Regions from separate parts of the Mus musculus genome. Here all the other regions are linked to region 1. The links are chromatin contacts, called in public HiChIP or PLAC-seq and promoter capture Hi-C maps. All regions are on one chromosome and are shown on one strand. Each heading gives the region's core, a stretch centred on a gene start, on an enhancer-like site or on the middle of the called end of the contact. The rest is flanking DNA. Distances are from core to core; before and after follow the strand shown.

What was found. Promoter capture Hi-C pulls out the DNA fragments that hold promoters and counts their contacts. HiChIP or PLAC-seq counts read pairs in DNA pulled down with a chosen protein or histone mark.
Region 2: a promoter capture Hi-C map of embryonic stem cells shows a contact between it and region 1, with 13 times the contacts expected there. The contact joins the enhancer-like site here to the promoter of Capn2 in region 1. A contact is called at or near these places in 2 of 39 promoter capture datasets (embryonic stem cells and hippocampal neurons), 2 of 484 Hi-C or Micro-C datasets (the AML12 cell line and bone marrow-derived macrophages) and 8 of 115 datasets of contacts at active chromatin or transcription factors (bone marrow-derived macrophages, double positive thymocytes, embryonic stem cells and 3 more).
Region 3: a contact with region 1 is called in an H3K27ac HiChIP or PLAC-seq map of trophoblast stem cells, with 6 times the contacts expected there. The contact joins the enhancer-like site here to the promoter of Capn2 in region 1. A contact is called at or near these places in 12 of 39 promoter capture datasets (the 3T3-L1 cell line, the C10 cell line, HPC-7-derived erythroid cells and 5 more), 6 of 484 Hi-C or Micro-C datasets (the AML12 cell line, B cells, the G1E-ER4 cell line and 2 more), 14 of 115 datasets of contacts at active chromatin or transcription factors (embryonic basal ganglia, embryonic fibroblasts, embryonic hindbrain and 9 more) and 1 of 9 other capture datasets (embryonic stem cells).
Region 4: a contact with region 1 is called in a promoter capture Hi-C map of embryonic stem cells, with 5 times the contacts expected there. The contact joins the enhancer-like site here to the promoter of Capn2 in region 1. A contact is called at or near these places in 22 of 39 promoter capture datasets (the 3T3-L1 cell line, 3T3-L1-derived adipocytes, the C10 cell line and 12 more) and 8 of 115 datasets of contacts at active chromatin or transcription factors (embryonic basal ganglia, embryonic forebrain, embryonic hindbrain and 4 more).

Annotation. Positions count from the first base shown.
Region 1 is chr1:182,516,192-182,518,983 of GRCm38.p6, reverse strand. It overlaps Capn2 (calpain 2), which reads left to right and starts at 1,374. Exons shown (of 21, transcript NM_009794.4): 1 at 1,374-1,866. The coding sequence starts at 1,630.
Region 2 is chr1:181,859,570-181,862,361 of GRCm38.p6, reverse strand. No RefSeq gene overlaps it. Among named protein-coding and RNA genes, the nearest start is that of Gm33669, 18 kb to the left of the region's middle. Within about 2 kb of position 1,466, at least 164 of the 459 cell types and tissues checked have an H3K27ac peak or open chromatin away from gene starts, as enhancers often do. A contact at or near this core is called in bone marrow-derived macrophages, double positive thymocytes, embryonic stem cells and 1 more, where this site is marked.
Region 3 is chr1:181,880,231-181,883,022 of GRCm38.p6, reverse strand. It overlaps Gm33669 (a long non-coding RNA gene), which reads right to left. Exons shown (of 4, transcript XR_865801.2): 2 at 2,043-2,387; 3 at 1,729-1,797. Among named protein-coding and RNA genes, the nearest start is that of Gm33669, 3.2 kb to the right of the region's middle. Within about 2 kb of position 1,327, at least 119 of the 459 cell types and tissues checked have an H3K27ac peak or open chromatin away from gene starts, as enhancers often do. A contact at or near this core is called in the G1E-ER4 cell line, pro-B cells and trophoblast stem cells, where this site is marked.
Region 4 is chr1:181,899,593-181,902,384 of GRCm38.p6, reverse strand. Enah (ENAH actin regulator) reads left to right here. Exons shown (of 15, transcript NM_010135.3): 15 at 1-2,792. Among named protein-coding and RNA genes, the nearest start is that of Gm33669, 23 kb to the right of the region's middle. Within about 2 kb of position 1,359, at least 5 of the 459 cell types and tissues checked have an H3K27ac peak or open chromatin away from gene starts, as enhancers often do. A contact at or near this core is called in embryonic stem cells, where this site is marked.

The DNA.
Region 1 (2,792 bases), core at 125-2,624:
CAGCATTTGTTTGCAGCATGGTGGTTTCTAAGCTTCATGGCTCTTTTCCGGAAGCTGTTCATTTTTTCCCACCATCTGATTTCCTTTGGCCCCACCCTGATTTTTTCTGGGCTCAGGATTCAAAAGGGAAGTGGGGGAAGATCCCAGACACCTGCCATGCCCAGGAGAGAATAGTGAGGTAGCAGTATCAACAGACAAGCCCTGGCTTTGCCACAGGGAGACAGACACTTTGATTCTTCCAGGAACAGTCATTTGCATATCACTGATATTTCAAGTTGCTACAATTTCCTGCAACTGACAGAGTTACAAACTATCTCAGAAACCATCAATGCTGAACCAAGATGAGGTTCAAACCAGGGTTTCTCAGCCTGGCACAGAGATCTTTCAGACTGCACTTTTCTTCCTGTTCTCTCTGTAGAGGGATGCCCTCCGCCCGACCATCCTTTAGTAGCACCTGGCTTCCACCCAGTAGAGGCCAGGAGCCTCCTTTGTCCCAGTTGTGACAATATGAGGAAAGTCTGCAGTTAGGGTCAAAAACCTTTAGGGTCACATTGGTGCGTGCGGGTTGCTTCCAGTTGAGAACCCGTGCTTTAAACCATTCATAGCACAAGCCCGCCCAGTTCTGTGTGTGTGAGTGGCAGCGAAAACTTTCATTGGACAGAGCGGTGGTACAGGCCACCAACAGGGGCTCTGTTCTAAATGGTGTCCCAGCAGCAACTCAATAAATCATCCCAGGTAAATCTGAGTTTTAGATAAGCATCACATTATTATTCTAACACAGGTTTGCCTCGGGTGATATTTGAGGGCTACGTATGCTAAAACCACACAATCCCCCAGCCCCTTTTCTTGAAATTTAGATTTAACAAGCATGGATTGTTTTGTTTTGTTTTTTTGTTTTTTTGTTTTTTGTTTTTGTCAAATTGTACAGCCCTACTTATGCACAAATAAGTAACTGCAGAGGCCCTGGGACCCTAAAATTCCTGTCTTGCTTTAATTTGTAGGGGTTACATCTTTGAACTTCTTTGGAGCTCAGTTTCTCATCTGTAAGATGGACACACCAGTAGCCATTTCTCACAAATTTGGGGGTGGTAGGTAACATGTGTGCCCAGAGCCTGCAGAGCTCTCTTTCGATCCTGAGCCCAATGAGTGGCAACTGGCTTAGTCGCCGCGCTCCCTCCCTCATCCGCTCCTGACTCATCCGATGTTTTCTGGACAGTCATTGCTGAGTTTCGCCCAGCCTTACTCCCCAATGGCTGGGGTTTGACAACTTCGCTCCCCAACTTGCGATTGTCGTCCCCCCAACACCCCCCGCTCGCCCTCCCCACCGGGCCGCGCCATCCCGAGAGCCGTCCGAAGGTGGCAGCATCGGCCCCGTAGTCCTCACGGTCGGGCTGGCACTGTGCAGGTCGCCGGCGAGCCGCGTCCGGAGCCCGGCGCCGAGCAGGCCTGGGGAGGCGGAGGCCACACCCCGCGCACGGCCCAGGCGCTTCCCGCCGGTGAATCATCCCCGCAGCAGCGGCTCCCGCAGTCCGCTGCAGCGCCCCGGGCCCGGCCGCGCCCCAGCCGAGTGCCGTGCCCCGCCTCTCCGCGACCCCTTTCTCCGTGCAGTGCGCCAACCGGATCGCTACCATGGCGGGCATCGCGATAAAGCTGGCCAAGGACCGCGAAGCGGCCGAGGGGCTGGGGTCGCATGAGAGAGCCATCAAGTACCTCAACCAGGACTACGAGACGCTGCGGAACGAGTGCCTGGAGGCCGGGGCGCTCTTCCAGGATCCTTCCTTCCCCGCCCTGCCGTCATCCTTGGGCTATAAGGAGTTGGGGCCCTACTCCAGCAAAACTCGGGGCATCGAATGGAAGCGGCCCACGGTAGGAAGCGCGAGGGGAACAGGCAGGGCCGGCAGGGCCTGGAAGGGCACTCGGGGTTCCGGGAGGCTGCAAGTCCCTGGCTCCCCGGCTCGGTAGTCCCTGCTTAGTAGTGCTCCGCGATTGCTGCTAAGGGGACTCCCTATGCAGACTGAGGCCCAGCCAGTGGACCTGCCCCAAGCTGCGCGCAGAGCGCTTCGCAGGACAGGACCCCAAATCCCATTAGTGGACACGCCCTGGAGGCTGCCTTCGGCTTCACAAAGCCGCAGGGACACAGGGCCGCTGGGGTGAAACTTTTACTGGACTCTAGTGGTGATCTGAGTGAGGGTGGAGACACTGCTCGGCAGTAGGGGTGGGGGTGGGGATATCAGAGTAGGATAGAAGACTCGGGACTGCTGGGTGGGTGGGGGCAAGGGGTGGGCACAGCCTGGCTCTGGCTGACAAAGGTGGTCACAAGTACATGTGGCACTTGTAAATGCAAGTACATGTATTTATCCAGCGTGGGTTTTGTCTGGCTCTCAAAGTGCAGTTAGAGGACTCTTTAACTTAAAGAACTGAAGGGTAGCTTAAAGAATCGATGGGCTCCAATGATTCTGTTACTCATTATTTTGCTGACCTAGAGTCCTCACCCGGAAACCTCTGCTCAACTCCTAGATACTCCTGTCCTAACCCTCAGAGTCTCTGCCCTTAAGCCCTTCCCGTTCCCTTGTGGTTTCAATCGCCAGTGGATGCCCATGGGACCCTCACTTGACTTTTCCCAGGAACTGAGAGGAAGTCTAAACTTCTAGATTCCTGTTAGGACAATGGACATTCATACCCTGCTTCTATCCTCTTGGTTCCCCCAGGCTGCTTTTGTTACTGAGTCTAGTCTGAAAGTACCAGAGACTAGCGGGGGTATAGCTCAGTTGGTAGTCTTTACTTAGCATGCA
Region 2 (2,792 bases), core at 217-2,716, 660 kb after region 1:
GAACACCCATCATGTCTGTGTCTCTCCCCTTCCATCCCCACAGTGTAACTGACACAACAGTGATGAAGATGTCCTACAGAAACTCTGGAAACCATGGACCTCAAAGATAGGAAGCTCTCCTCCTTGGGAATGTCATGCTGGGAGAGGGGAAAGCGACCAACCCAAGTGGTCACCTTTCATGACAGTATTGAAGTTTACGCAGAGCTGGTGGTGGGCAGGACTATGCCTTACTGATGACTTAGGCAGAACCTTGCCTTCTTTTTAAGCAGGACCCCAAGATGGACATGGGAGAGGGAGTCCATCTTTGTCCTTCTCAACGTGGTCACATCTCTTTTTTTCTACATTTTACTGTGAGTCTGGCTCTTTTAGTTGTCTTATGGAGAGAGGCTAGCTGAACCTGTTTTGTTGGTACACAAGCTGTGAACCCCAAATTGGGTAACACTACTGATGGGTGCTGTTTTTCAGTCAAGGTAAACCCCTGGGGGGAGGGGCTGCTTTGTTTTTGTTTGTTTGTTTTTTCTTCTGTTTTTTTTTGAGACAGGGTTTTTCTGTGTATCCCTGGATGCCCTGCACTCTCTCTCTGTAGACCAGGCTGGCCTCCTGCCTCCGCCTCCCAAGTACTGGCATGTGCTACCACACCCATCTTAAAGCTGCTTATCTTTAAGAATAAGGCACCCTAACTAGAGTTGGGGACATAGCTGTGTTGGTAGAGTCTGTATCTTGCAATCACAGAACCTGGGCTCAGATCATCAGCAGAGAATAAACCAAGTATGATCAGTCACACCTGTAATCTCAACCCTCTGAGGTGGAGGCAGGAGGATTGGAAATCCAAGGTCATTCAAGGTTGGCCTAGACTATGTGAGACCCTGGGGGGGGGGGGTAACCAAGTGTCATTTGTTTTGTTGTTCTTTGTAGTTTTGGTTTTTCTTTTTTGTTGTGGTTTGTTTTTGAGACAGGATTTCAAGTTGTAGGCAGGTTGGTCCCAAACTCACAGCAATCCTCTTGAGGCAGCCTCTCAAGTGCTGGGATCAGGCCTGGCTGATCAAATTACATTGTTGCAAATATTCTCTGACTGTTCCTGTTTTGTTTTGGTTTGTTTTGTTTTTGTTTTTTTTTCGAGACAGGGTTTCTCTGTATAGCCCTGGCTGTCCTGGAACTCACTCTGTAGACCAGGCTGGCCTCAAACTCAGAAATCCACCTGCCTCTGCCTCCCGAGTGCTGGGATTAAAGGCGTGCACCACCACGCCCGGCTGACTGTTCCGTTTTAAGGACCGAGTTATGTTTGGGGGAAATTTCCTGAAATTTAATGGTTTTTCCAGCTATCAGGGCCTGGACAGTTCCTATGGAGGATGGAGGGCCTCCCCTCCACCAGTCAGGGCTCTATCTGCCCTTAACTTTACACATCAGGCTCTGTAAGAGCAGCTTCCTGATGCTCGTATTGCAACACAAACCAAACCGCAGAGGTTATGACTTCTGTTTCTTCTCTCAAGAACCACCATGTGGAGCAAGCCCCACCCACTTCCTGCTCCCGTGCTGGGCAGCAACTGCCACTTGCTTCAGGATGTGAGGTCAAACTCAGGTCCAAACAATACTAAGGCCACACCCCAGCCCTGCTTTCTGCCAAACAACCCAGCGTTACAAGGAATGGCTGTAAGGAGAGGCAGGCTAGCTGGGTTCACACCTTCTAGAGCCGTGCTTCTCAACCTTTGTAATGCTGTGACCCTATAATACTCTTCCTCATGTCGTAGTGACCCCCAACCATACAAGTGTGTGTGTGTGTGTGTGTGTGTGTGTGTGTGTGTGTGTGTGTACGCACACCAGAAAAGGGAATCAGATTCCTTTACAGATGGTTGTGAGCCACCATGTGGTTGCTGGTAATTGAACTCAGGACTTTCAGAAGAGCAGTCAGTGTTAACTGCTGAGCCATCTTGTCAGCCCCACAAAACCATTTTTGTTGCTACTTCATAACTGTAACTTTGCTACTGCTATGAATCGTAATTGAATTCCTTTCTCTCTTCCTCAGTGATGCAGTATAGGCTAGATTAGACCAGATTAAAAGTAGATAAAGGCAGGTTTATTAGGAGGCAGCTCTCAGGAGGATTCACTGACTTCACAGAAGGGCAATGGAGTCACGCATCCCGTATAAAGCAAGGGGGTTTTATAGAACTTAGGTAAGGAGTGATGGCCTGTCAGTTAGGGGCTGGGATTATGCCTATATATGATCAAAAACTGAGCCCTTGGGTGGGCACTCTTGGGTGGGTTGTCTGAACACTGCGATGAGGAGTAATGACCTGTTACCCTGGAGTTTTCTTCTAGCAGGAGGAAAGGGGTGTTCAATGTGTGGGCTGGGTTGATGGATGAAGAGCTTGTGCAGGGCGGAGCAGGGGTCCCAGGCAAAAAGTACGTAAATCTGTGTTTTCCAGGGTTCTTAGGTAACCCTTGTACAAGGATCATTCGAGCCCTCCCACCAGGGAGTCACAACCCACAGGTTGAGAGCCTCTGTGTTAGACCTTTGAAATGGGTTCATCAGCCCTAGTGTTGGAGCATAAGCCTCGGGTGTGATCCCTGTGTGATCCTTGGGTGTGATCACACACACACACACACACACTGACACACACATGCACATACACATATATACATACACATATACACTGACACATGCACACACATACACTCTGATACACACACACATACACACACAAGAAACAGACAGACAAATGTGATGCAATCTATATTTATGCATGACAATGTCAATTTGTCATCTGAAGTGGAAACTTAAGGGTTCTTTGGAA
Region 3 (2,792 bases), core at 78-2,577, 640 kb after region 1:
TCATGTCTGGGGATTCTGTGCAGGCAGCAGTGAAGTGGCAAGACTGTCTTGGGCAGCCTAAGCAGGAGCCACCTTAGAAACAGTGATTTCCCCAGGGCCTGGGACCAGGCTTCCCCACATTGACAGAGGACAATGGTAGAGATCTAGGCCAACCTGCTTCCTCAAGGCTGTGGTGAAGTTGAAATGAGAAAATAAAAAACCGATGTCGTGTAGATTTTGACATGCTCAGGACCACCTCTCCCTCCTCTCCCTCTCCTCCTCCTTTTCCTACGTTTTTGGTGGTTGTTTTGAGATAGACTCTCACTATGTAGCTCTGGCTGTCCTGCAACTTAGACTAGATTGGCCCAGAACTCACAGAGATCCACCTGCCTCTGCCTCCCCAGTGCTGGGATTAAAGGTGTGTGCCACCACCACGCTGGGTTTAGGATCTTCTTGTCAGAGCTGGGTGGGGCTTGGCATGGAGTGACACCTCCTGTCTTGGGGCTCTTCTGCCATGGGTCTGACAGGTGCTAAATGAGCATTCTACCGTGGAGCTATAGCCCATGGACTTACTGCCCTTTCCTGTCAGTCAAGAGGGTCTCTTGCAGGAGGAACAGCTGTCTAACGCTGAACTGGGAACACACAGCCAGCCATTGTTTCCCACATCAAGTTAAGCCTAACACCAGCTTGCACCTCCCTGAGGAGGACTGTGCATCACTGTTCCATCTCAGGGATCCCTCCCACCCAGAGTTTACCTAGGAACTCCTGAGCTCAGAGGTCCCGTCTCTGCCACATTGACCTCAGGCTATGCTCAAGAGTCCCTCACTGTTCTCCATCCCTGGGGATCTGTGTGCCTATACAAAGCCCAGGTCACTGCCCAGAGGGCAGTGTGCACTGCATTGCTGCCTCGGGAAGCAGGCTGTCCTTAAACTGCCCAGCAGAGAAAGCCTCTCCCTGCTGGGCCATGGGCAACCCCATGGATGGCTTTTACATCCTTAGAAAGGCTGTTCTTTCCTGCCTGGACACTGTCAAAGCACAAAGGATTCCTTCATCTTTTCATCCTTCCTGCTCCCCGCCCCCCAACTTGGCTGAGAAAGGCAAAGACATGCCTTACCCTCTGGGCTTGGGGAAGAGGCTACCACTCTCACTAAAGCTCTGGCCTCCAGCCAGATAACTGACCAGTGTCAAAGATGGTGCATGGGTCAGGAAAACGGTGTTTGCCTGATGATCGGTAGTCCAAAACCAGGTGGCGCTCTAGGCCCACCCTGGGACCTGCCAGAGCTTGCCACATCTTGTTTCCGGTCCCACTCAACCTCGCTAAATTGCGGCTCACTTCCCTCTCACTTGGGCTCCCAGGAGGAGTGCTGCCAAATACCCAGCTTACCCAGGGCTGGCTGACTGGGTGCAGTGCCAGGTGTATGTTGGTCTGTGCTTTCTTTCTCAAGTCAAAGCCAGTAGCCAGGGCCTCATGCCAACCCTGTGCAGACTGGCCTCTGCGGCATAGCGGTTCTTCCCGAATTTCCTTGCTGAAACGACACTTGGGATGACCCTAGTTGGCGCATCCTCTGGGCTCACCCTCCCCCACCAAGAAGCTGACCCACTTTTCTCTCTCCCCATCCATTGCTGCACTGAACGCTAGGCGCCTTCACCCAGAGAACAGGACCCCATCTAGGCCTCTAGTCTCTTACTCTGAGGATTTAGGACTTTCCTGCCAGAGTACGAGTTATGAGACAGAAATTTCCCGCCAACCTTGCGTCCTAAGAGAGTGTTGGAGTGAGGTCCGCCAGCTGGGCAGGGGTTCAAGTCCCTCTGGGGCCGCTGCATGAAACCTGGGTTAAGGAAGATCTGAAAAGGGCTTCCCAGAGGTAGGTCCCTCAGCCTAGAGGCCAGGCTTTCAGGCCCCACCCGCACCCCACCCCGACCCCTCTCACACCATCCTTACTCTGAAGCTCACCACATGGTGGCGCTGTAACAGAGCTACACCTATAGATGGTCCCGGGTTTCAGGCTTCATCCCATCTCCCACCAACTATCCCTTTGTCTCCGTTTACTTGGCTGAGGTACATGGTCCACAGTAGTCTGGTGGCTGGGAAGTTCTTTCACACAGTCCTCCAGGCAGTGGGGGCCCGGATGAGGGACGTAGATCGCATCCATTCCGGGCTTTGGAATACTCATTGCCTGGTCTGGGTGCTGAGACACTGCGACCTGCACTGGCTGTGGGTACAGGGTGCTGAGACACTGAGACCTGCACTGGCTGTGGGTACAGGGAGAGCACAGAGTAACCCCAGGTGCCTGCCAGAACTTACCAGGCCATCTGCTCCAGAGAGGGGGATGGGAGTATTTGGGAGGGGGGGCTAGTCTTTAGGGCAGGGCTTAAACTTTTTCTGTTCGCCACCCCTGTATGAGACCCTAGCAATATAGAGACAAAAAAAAAAAAAAAAAAAAAAGCAAACAATTACATTTACAAGTAATAACTCACAAAGAAATTTTAAAAGCGATTCTTAGACATACATATAATTATAGCATTTATTAAGGATGAAAGCAAGTTTGTATAGAGGTTTGTTATATTTACATAAGGAATATGACATTGGCTATATATTTCACACTGTAGAACATGGAATATCTCCAGTATTTTTCAGAGGCAATGTAAATTCAAAATAGCAGAAATATGTCTAGAGCCATTTCAGAAATTGTGGGGAATTCTGTCTTAGTCTCAGAGCCACAATTCACTTAATGATTTTTTTTTAAAATGAAATTCAAGACAGCAGCTCAAACAGCAAATCTGAAAATCAAATATGCTTACATAATACAACC
Region 4 (2,792 bases), core at 110-2,609, 620 kb after region 1:
CTGTGTGTCTGTGTGTGTGTGTGTGTGTGTGTGTCTGTGTCTGTGTGTCTCTGTGTGTGTGTGTGTGTGTGTGTGTGTGTGTGTGTGTGTGTGTGTGTGTGTGTGTGTGTGTGTCTTTCCCCCTTTATCAGACCTCGGCATCTCTCCCAAGCTCCTCCGTCCTCTTTGTGCTTCCTGTTCCTGGCATTAATTTGCATTTGCAACCACCTTGTGTTGCTCACTGTTGTGAAGACAGCCAGCTGATTTTTCTTTTGGTTCCAACTTACACTCCTGCTTTATCTACAAATTAAAGTCACTTAAATTCGAAAATGAATTAAGTAGCAAGTCCTAAGCTTTTCCATTTGCTTAGCTAAAATTACTGTCTCTTAACTTTTGCCCATCTTTGCAGTGAGGCTGTGAAGAATTCATGTTTGTACGATTCAGGGCTTGCCAGGCAGGGCTGCAGGAACTGTTTGATTTCTTGTCGCCATGAGAATTACTTAAGCCCTTTACCACGGTCTTTAATCCTATGGGCGTATCTGTAATCCAGCATCCTGGAGACAGAAACAGGAGGATTGTGGATCTGATGTCAGGCTGGGATGCATAGAGAAACCGTGTCTAAAACAAATCAGTAAAATCCTATGGGTCGTAAGCATAAAAACGCGGAGCATAAAGGAACTCAAGATGAACATAAAAAGCAGAGTGTAGGGGGGTGTCTGTCCCTTTATCACACTAGAAAGCCCACTTCCAAAGGCAGAATAGTTTTCACTTCCAGACTCAACCTGTTCTGGTGACGGCATTTTTGTTTTTAATACAATTGGTATCTGATCATCTCCCCAGAGCTCTGTGACTCTTTGGTGAGAGGCATTTACTGTTTTATAAGTTCAGTTCCTTTTTTTTTTTTTTTTTAATCAAAACTTGTTGTATTTTAAAGAATCTGACTAAACAGTTATTCTGGTCAGTACTTCATGTGAAGATCCTGGAGAACATGTACGTACAGGAATCGCTTTCAGTTAAGCATACGCCTGTTTGAGAAACTAAAATCGTCAATCTCTCAAGAGAAGCCATTTATTTATGCCAAATATTCTTGGGGTTGAGGGCGGGGATATGATATAGTCTTTCTATTCCCAACATCAAAATAGGCTCTGCACTAAATCTTGTTCCCTTATGTTTACCTTGGTGGCTTTTTGAAGTACCAAGCTTCTTTCTAAAGCCTCTTTGTGGGTGAATGTGAGAATGAGCATGTAGAAACCAGTGTTCAACCTTGGCACCCACCTGCTTTGAGACAGGGTCACAAATTCAGCTAGACCTGCTGGCAGTGAGCCTCAGGAGATCCTGTCTGCTGCTTGCTGCTGGGTTGCCTAGCTTGTACCACCACGCCCAGCTGCTCTGTTTTACATGGATTCTGGAATCTTAACTGATGACCTTGTGCTTGCAAGGGAGGCAGACACTCTTCCAATTCAGCTAGCTTTCTAGCCCTGCCCCCCCCCTTTTTTTTTTCTTTATATCTTAATGCTGGAACAATGAAAGATTCAAAATTTAAACATTAAGATTGATTAGTTGATTAGAAAAGAAAGTAAAATGGTACAGTAAAATTACCATTTACAGACAGGGGCCTTCTATCGGTACAATATTAATGAATACCTCACATAAGGAAGATGGGGCTTTAGGATAAATTTGAAAATTGTTGAAGTATGAACTATGTTAATTTGTAAAGCAACCGTCACTGAAGGGTAGAAAGTGACTTGGTTACTGTGACTTGATGTTAAAAAGAATTTTCTACAATCATTGGTTCTATTTGTTGAAATTGTAAAGATAGGGATTGTGTGAGGAGGAGAGGGTTTGGGAAAGGGCGTTTCCCTTCGGTTATAGATGCTCTGTTGTAGAACTCCCTGAGCACCTGTAGGTTTCCAGTGCTTGCTCATTAACATAGAGAATAACTGAAAACTGAAGCTTTGGTTAAGTGCTTGAACCAGAGATCAGTCACCACACCCTACCTAGTTTGAAGCTTACTGGGTATTCCAATAAAGAGCTTTTAGAAGTTTTTGGTGTGGAACCCCAGGATTCCTGGATAAAGGAGGCCCAGATAAGAGCGGAGAGGGAGGAGTACTTGACTCTCTTGAGTTAGGAAACTCAAGAGCATGGTGAACTCATCACTAAATCCAGCCTTTTCTAAACAAAAATTAAACAGAGTTAAAAGAATTTCACATTCTAATAAAAGTTAGAAATGTCCATGCACTTCATTGAAGAGCTATTTGTAAGTGACAGTCTCCATTTAGCCCGTAAATATGTCTCAGCTGCCCCCTTCTGAGTCCAGAAAGATGTCCTTAGCAGTAGAAACAGACTCCTTCAAAAGAAAATTACATGTCTAATACAGGCAGTGAGTGATGTTGCCGATAGATAGGGTGTTAGCCGGCGCTGGGTGTCGCAAAGGAAATAAAACCCCAGGGAAAGAAGTGTGCATCGAGTCTGGCTCTGGGATTCATCCCTGTTGTGGTGGGAATACACAGTGTGTATGAGGTCCCTAGTATTGAAAAAATCAAAATGCAGCTTTAATCATGAAGTAAGTAACACAGGAACCTTTTTCAAGTTTGATACCTAAGGAAAAAAAAATGTTTGAAATTCAATATTCTCTAGTCAATTCTGTCTACCCAGCCTTCCTATAAAGTTTTGGTTTGTTTTTGTTTTGTTGTTTTTAAGATTTTAAACTTCTTTTAGTAGAGACATAGAAGATTGTCATTCCATGGCCAAGTTTCACCTAGGTGAGTTTTGGCATTTGATATTCTAACTTCTGGAATTTCTCTGAGTATTTT